Regions from separate parts of the Sus scrofa genome. Here region 2 is linked to region 1. A link is a contact called in public HiChIP or PLAC-seq data. All regions are on one chromosome and are shown on one strand. The core of a region is the stretch at or near the end of the contact, and the rest is flanking DNA. Distances in the headings are between cores, read along the strand shown.

The links. HiChIP or PLAC-seq counts read pairs in DNA pulled down with a chosen protein or histone mark.
Region 2: an H3K27ac HiChIP or PLAC-seq map of alveolar macrophages shows a contact between it and region 1. The contact joins the promoter of LOC100521447 here to the promoter of CSPP1 in region 1. A contact is called at or near these places in 1 of 5 promoter capture datasets (liver) and 2 of 2 datasets of contacts at active chromatin or transcription factors (alveolar macrophages and skeletal muscle).

What each region holds. Positions count from the first base shown.
Region 1 is chr4:67,842,256-67,845,978 of Sscrofa11.1, reverse strand. It overlaps CSPP1 (centrosome and spindle pole-associated protein 1), which reads left to right and starts at 1,642. Exons shown (of 27, transcript XM_021089277.1): 1 at 1,642-1,725.
Region 2 is chr4:68,071,423-68,075,145 of Sscrofa11.1, reverse strand. It overlaps LOC100521447 (serine/threonine-protein kinase Sgk3), which reads left to right and starts at 2,054. Exons shown (of 17, transcript XM_021089284.1): 1 at 2,054-2,198. VCPIP1 (deubiquitinating protein VCIP135) reads right to left here and starts at 1,743. Exons shown (of 3, transcript XM_003355045.4): 1 at 1-1,743. The coding sequence starts at 1,445.

The sequences.
Region 1 (3,723 bases), core at 393-2,892:
AAGGCTGGAGGTTCCCAGGCCAGGGGTCAAATCAGAGATGTAGTTGCTGGCCTACACCACAGCCACAGCAATGAAAGATCTGAGCCGAGTCTGCAACCTACACCACAGCTCATGGCAACGCTGAATCCTTAACCCACTGAGCAAGGCCAGGGTTCGAACCTGCGTCCTCATGGATACCAGTCAGGTTCGTTAACCACTGAGCCACAATGGGAACTCCTAATATTCTAGTTCTTAAATGCATCTTTGGGCTCCCGTGTATTTATCAATTTATCATACCTAAGGACTGATATACATTATCACATTTTTAATCAAACATTTTGTAAAATTTTTAAAAATTCCAACACTTAGCAATGAAAACATGATTCAAGCCACTTAGGCCTCAAAAAGGATGACTGACTCTAATATCAAATAGATACTACTTTAAGCTATCACATTTGCCCTACTGACAGTTAACTGCTATATTGTTTTAGATCAAACAACGTGTACTTCAAATTCTGGGGAGAAAAAAAAACCCCACAGGACTATAGCAAATCTCATCGACGAGGTATTAAGGTATTCATTGTAACTTGCTTTTTAATAAGCAAAAGTTTTCAGTCTCCCAGGTGTTGACCAATTTTTTCCGTATTATGTCCAGAAATACACATCTCTATGTAAACCCAAGCATCTAAAGGTATATATAGCAGGCATTTACAGCCTAAGCGCCTTCTAGACCGGACATACTGTTCTGCAACTTCAATGCCACGTCTCTAGAACGTATTTACAAATGAACATCCAGGAACAAACGCCAACGATGATCCACTGTGTCAAGACCACAATTCATTGCAAGGAGGTAAACTGCTGTGTTAAATTTAAAAACCAGTTAGAGTCCAGTTAAGATTGTCTTAATATCTAAGAGCTAATCCCTCCCCCTTTTATAGAACTTTCCCTAAGGATAAATGAGCGCCCATTCCTGAATCGGTCTAGGCCACACACAAAGCTTTACTGGGAATACAAAGGGCTCCAGCCAAGGCCTAGGCGGGGCGCGAAACCACCCGCCCTACTTTCCAGCCGCCTCGGAACAAAATCACAGAGGGCCCTTAATTAGTTTGGGCTGAGAACAAGCGAAATCAGGGTTTACTACAGAGAAGGGTCAGCTAAGACTTGCAGGTAACGGTTACTCACAAAATGAGACTGAGCAGAAGGCGCGGAGTTAAGCTCAAGGCTGCGTCCACCAGGGCTGGGGAGAAGGTGGCCTCCCGGGATGACCTTGAAGCTGAGGCGACGCCGACCGCTCGGCTGCACCCCGAAAGGTACCGGGGCCCGGGGCCCTGGACCCACAGGACGGAGGGGCCCGAGGCTGATTCATGGGCTCTGGCACAGAGTCGGGTTCCCGGCAGGAAGCGGACTTAACTCCGCGGGGACCCCCGATACGAAGAGCCCGGCGACTGGCCGCAGGCGCTGCCGCCCCTCGCGCAAGGCCGACGGTGACTCAGGAGTCTTTCTCCTCCAGTTGCAGGCGGAAAAGTAACCGCCCCCCGACCCACGCGGCCGCCCGCGGCGCTCCGGAGCCGTGGCGCTCCAGGCTAGCCCCGCCCCTTCCGGCCCTTGGCTCCACCCCCACCCGGCCTCCCTGCAGCGGCGCGCCTGCCAGCTCGCAGGTTTATCCCGAGCGGCAGTGCTTTCGGGGTTTCCACAGAGGATTTCAGGGCTCCTGAGGACCTCGCTGTGTGCTATTTCCTTGAATATGTAAGTGATTAAACTACCAGTTTGTAATGGATTTAAGCAAGCAGAAAACGCTCTAAAAAGAGTCCCCCATTCCCAGTTACATTCGCTTGGTCTTCTACTCCCTCACGTAGTTAAGTACTTAAAAAACTGGTGGTATTGGACCCCCCCCACCTTATAGTAAGGGTAGCTGGATTCGACCTTTTAACACTCAGAAAAGAACTAGTTACCCGGAAAAAAAAGAAGCTGTTATATGTGCCCTATATTATAACAATAGCTCTTATTACTATATTTATTGATAATAGTAGAAGGTTAAGAAAAAGCATTCATAAAGCAGTCGCTTGCCTTATTTATGAACATGTAAATTGCTATTGATTTTCATGCTTTGTGTTTTATTACACTTTTTTCTTTTGATCATGATGTATTGAGCCCTGGCTGCATAGTACTAAGCTTAGGTCTAGAGGAAACGGGGTGTTGATCTTGCCAGAAAAAAATGCACATGAAAGCATATAATTAAACGATTGAATCAGTGAAAGACACGTCTCTCATTTAAACACTGTAAGTTGATGACATTATAAATCATTTAAAGATAAAAATGGATTAACTCTGGTACAGGCATCTAGAATTGAGCTGGGTGGCCATTATTGGGTGTGGTTTCCCACATCACTGAGAACTTCAATTTTTTGAACTGTGTCTAACTCAAGGACACCACCAGCTGCTTTCAAAACAATATGTCCTAGCAGCTGCTAGCTGCAATCTTTGAAGTTTCAAACATATCTCCCCCCCACCTTTCACAGCTATGTGATCTTTTCAGTCCCCAAACAGTCCTTATTTAGCAAGCACCCTTCTTGCCCCCTCAAATCCTAATTCTTGAGAAACAATTTATATAATCTTATGGTTTTGTGCCTTTGTATACTTCCCCCATTTTGTAATCTGGCAGAATACAATTCAGCTGCTCCTTGGATCTGTGTGTCCTGGGCTGCAGTCCTAACATTCCCCAAATAAATGCCTCTTTATTTCAACCAGGTCTCTGTTCTTAGAATTCTTGTTTAACACTTCTAAGAAATTGATAAAAATCCAGTGCAGAATATATTTTGCCTCAAAGAAACATGATGTGAAAGCCTAAACCTAGCAAAACAAATTGTGATTATAGTCCTTTTACCAAAGGATTCTTCCTTATGAGATAAACTGGAACCTGGGACCTTTCACCTGAATGCTTACACCTGGAAGAAACTTTAAGGGACTAAAAATAACCACACATGCGCAGTTTAGGCAATTACAAAGAATAAGATACACAAAAGCCACAAACCAGCTGCCACTTCTGAGGTGCCAGGAGCAAAAACCAAGGGCGTGGGCAGGTCATCTAAGCCATGCTTTCTGCCCAACCCACAGACATGATGCCTGTTACCCCTTTTAATGTCCCAAGTGGCTCCTCTCCAGGAGTGAGCAAGGGCACCTGTTACTTGTTTTCACTCCCTTTTGCTGCAGAACAAGTTCCAATACACCCTTGCCTGAAATTCTCCTCTGGCCTCTTAGCAGTTTCTATTGATTAAAGAGTCCAGTAGCTGGGGTCAGTAGAATGTATGTAAAGTTTTTGCTGAATGCTTTAACATGGACTTAAAATTCTTTGTTTGGTGCCCCAAGTGGGCACTATTTCTTCTGTCAAGTAATGGCTTGGGCCTCAGCCTGCCATTGCAGATTCCTGCTGGGTATTACTTCTACAACCTAATTATCAACCTGGGAAGCCACCTCCACCAGGCTTTTACCTACAACTATGTGGGCAGATGTGGTGGGAGCCATCATTACTGATTTGGCAGTGATTTCTTGGATATGACACAAAACCCAGGCAACAAAAGAAAAAAATAGATAAACTGGACTTCACCAAGATTAAAAACTTTTGTGCATCAAAAGGCACTATCAATGGATTGTCAAAGACAATCCACAGAATGGAAAAAAATATTTGCAAAGCATATATTTGATAAGGGATTAATATTCAGAACATATGAAGAACTTCTACAACTC
Region 2 (3,723 bases), core at 805-3,304, 230 kb before region 1:
GGAACATGAAGTTCAGAAAGGGCACCACAGAGCAAACATTTGTGAAGGCGATTATCCATTACTGCTTTTTTAGCAGCTGCTGTGACTTCTTCAGGCTGAACTCCTATCACCCCCGTCCTCCTGTAGAAATACTGGTGGACGTCAGCCACCAAACTAGGATGGATACCGTGTTTGTCCATAAAGACTTCTTCCATAGCAGCAACAAGCCTAAGTAAGTATTTATCTTGCAAACTTCTGTCTCCTCCAATAACACAACCACCATCCTCCTCAAGTTTGATGTACTTCTTAATAAGGTCCTGAGGTACACCCCATGCTTTAGGAAGCAAATTCATAGGCAGTTTAGGCAAAGCAGCCCCTTTTATGCCTACCAAGGGGATATAATGGTTTCTACCAGAGCTACTCCATGCAATACAGATTGGTTTGTTCAAATGACCATCTCTCCCAGTGCACTTCTCTGCGGGGATGAGCCCTGGCAGAAAGGTGGCAGAATAATCCCCAGAGCTTCTCATGCCACTGAGAGAATCTAACAGAATAATAGGGCGATGTAACACATTGGCAAGACCAAATATGTGGATGTTCCTCAGGCCCAAGGGAACACCCTCAGGTGGTACAAACAGAGGGTCACACTCATTGATAATGTCCTCCCACTCAGCGGCATCAATGAAGTCGTGGAACAGGGCTTGATATCGGGCCAGGTGCTGCTGGAAGTGCTGTTTAAGATTCTCTCGCAAGGCATGCCAGAAGAGCTCCCGGCCTACCAGAGCCCGGGACACAGCATGCACCAGGCAGTGTCCATCCCCATCCACATGCACTGGAATGAGGCATTCCTGACTTTTATTGGCCCGCTTGATGTCCTCAAGAGTGTCATGCAAATACAAGAGGCTTCCGGAGCGGTCCTTGCCATATCCCACCGTATTCACATGCTCCGGTTCGATGAGGAAGGCGCGGTCACCCAGTAAAGCGCAATCGAACAGTTCGCCCTGGTTCATATCCCGGAGCAGTTTAGCCCGGCCTGTCTGCTTGTCCATTCCGTAGCGAGCTAATATGGGCGACAACAATTTGCAGTGGTAGTTGGAAAGGCCCATCACCTTTACCAGTTCCGTGTTCTTCTTGGGTGCCCCTGTCACCCCGAGGAGCGCGTTCCGCAGCAGGTTGTGTAGCACTACGTCCGGGTCAGTCACCTCCTCCACCCCCAGCAGCTGTTGCTGCTCGTGCCGCTGTCCGCACTCGGTACACTCGATGCTGACAGAACCAGAGGCCGGGAAGAACAGGCGCGCCTGGCACTTCGGATCCGGGCAGCTCCCGGAGAGGATTCTCCGGTCTCTCCGCTTCGAGAGCCCCCCCGGAGCAGCCGCCGCCGCCGCCGCCAGGGACGGCGGAGTCTGCGGAGCCTCTGGGGGAGGAGGCGGCGGCGGCAGCGGAGGCGGCGGCGGCGGCTGAGACATCGCTCTCGGTTCTCGAGTCTCGCTCCGCGACCCAAGCGACCCTCAAAGGCTCATAGCCCAGACCCCCGCCGGCCCGACTCGGTCTAGTCCAGGCCCAGGGCGAATCACTTTCCTTTCCCTACCAGCTCCTCCTCCTCCTCCTAAGCGAAGGCGGAAGCGCTGGACGTTGTTTCTCTTTTTACTTCTCCACTGCCGTAGCCGTTGCCCCGAACGTAACGGCCACCACCCTACCCCGCACTCACACTCACTCACTCTCGCTCTCTCTCCCTCAGACACACAGACATACACGCCCTCGCTGAGACTGCGCAGGCGCAGCTGCCGCTCTACCCTCTGGGAATTAGAGTTTTTCAGCCTTCTCCTAGCCCTCAAGAGGTAGGATCTTAGGGCCGCGAAGAACTACAAATACCGTGAGGGTAAGCGTTTCAGCGCCCGCGGAGAGGAGGAAGAGGAAGGCTATCGGAACGGGGACAGAAAGGAAGACTGTCACTCACGTTGCCTGCCGGGAGTTGTAGTTTTTACTGTATCTCTTTTGTCGTCTTCCTCACTTTGGGGCCCAAGCAAAATGAGTATGAGAGACCACATTTCCCAGGATGCCCTGCGGTGCGACCAGCCTCACTTCCCCCTTAGACGGAGGGGAGGATACAGGGAAACTTGGTTAAAAACAGAGTTAAAGGGAATGGGTCTCGGAAGCCGAGGGTCTGAAGTTCAAGACTCCTAGAAGGGGAGGGGAATGAAAGCCACTCAGTGAAGAAGGTACAGTAAATAAATGTCCAGCGACATGGCGGGCTGGGAAGTTAAATGAAATGGTCTAGTCTAGGCTGGAGGTCACGAGAGGAAAAGGGTGGGAATGGTGTATTAATTCTCGGAGTGTTTCTCCAGGTTTTTTTTTGTTGTTACACTCCTCTCTTCTCATTCCTATCTCTGTTACAAGCCACTGAGGCTCTTCAGCCCCGTTGTCTGCCTTTTTTCTACTCTCTGGGAAAGAGGGTCACTGAGGCGCCATTTGTTTCCTCGTTCCGTGTACGTCTTTGCAGTTTGCAGTACAGATAACAATACCTTGGATGTGTATAGAGTTTAAATATACCTAAGCCCTTTACCAATATACATATTTTATATGTACATATTTAAATATACATATATGTATGTATAATATACATACAATAATATACATATGTACAATAACTATAGATATTGTTTGTGTCTTCCAGTCCTACTCGCAGAGTCATAACAGCTATCATTTATTGTGTTCTTGATATATGCCTGTCACAGCATTTACATACACGATATCATTTGATCTTCATAATATAATAATAACCTTGTTAGGAAACACGTCCAGAAAGGAAATGACTTGCTCAAGTTCACAGGCATTCAGACCTAGATCTGTTCCCATTTTACAGACCAGGACATAGGAAAGCTTAGGACAGTACTATATAAAATAGTAACTAACTTATGGATACTATTTATAGTTTACATTCACATATATTATTTCATCCTCACACCTGTAATACCTTTACCAAAAGATATTGGGTCTGGAAACAGACCAAAAGGAGTTAAATGGCTTGTCCAAAGTCAAATCAGCAGGCTATCTCAGAGCCAGCAAGGGCTTTTTACATTTATTCCTGCAAGAGAAAAAAAAGAGTTCTTAAGCTCAGACCTTTAGTTAGGTCTCAGGGTTTCCGTTTAATGGGGCTGTAGGAATGTTTACCTTGAGGGGGGCCACAGACCTGTTTTATTACTTGTGTGCTGGGTAACTGCCTCTTCATGCAAAACACATTCATATGTTAATTGAAAGCTAGTATTATCTTAATATTGTACAGCCAGCCCCTTCAGTTATCATTCTGAAAATTCTTGCTTTCTGAGACTTTAGATAAGTGAACTGCCTCAAAATTTCTGAAACATTTGGCACAAAATAGATACATCAGTGCAGTCCCTGAGGCCACTCAAATTTTGTAGTTGCCAAGGGAACAGTTTATCTTATTAGGTTTTTTTTTTTTTTTTTTGTCTTTTTGCCATTTCTTTTGGCCGCTCCCGCGGCATATGGAGGTTCCCAGGCTAGGGGTCTAATCGGAGCTGTAGCTGCCAGCCTACACCAGAGCCACAGCAACGCTGGATCTGAGCCGCATCTGCGACCTACACCACAGCTCATGGCAACGCTGGATTGTTAACCCACTAAGCAAGGGCAGGGATCGAACCCGCAACCCCATGGTTCCTAGTTGGATTCATTAACCACTGCGCCACGATGGGAACTCCTTATTAGGTTTTTGAGTAAATAGAATTT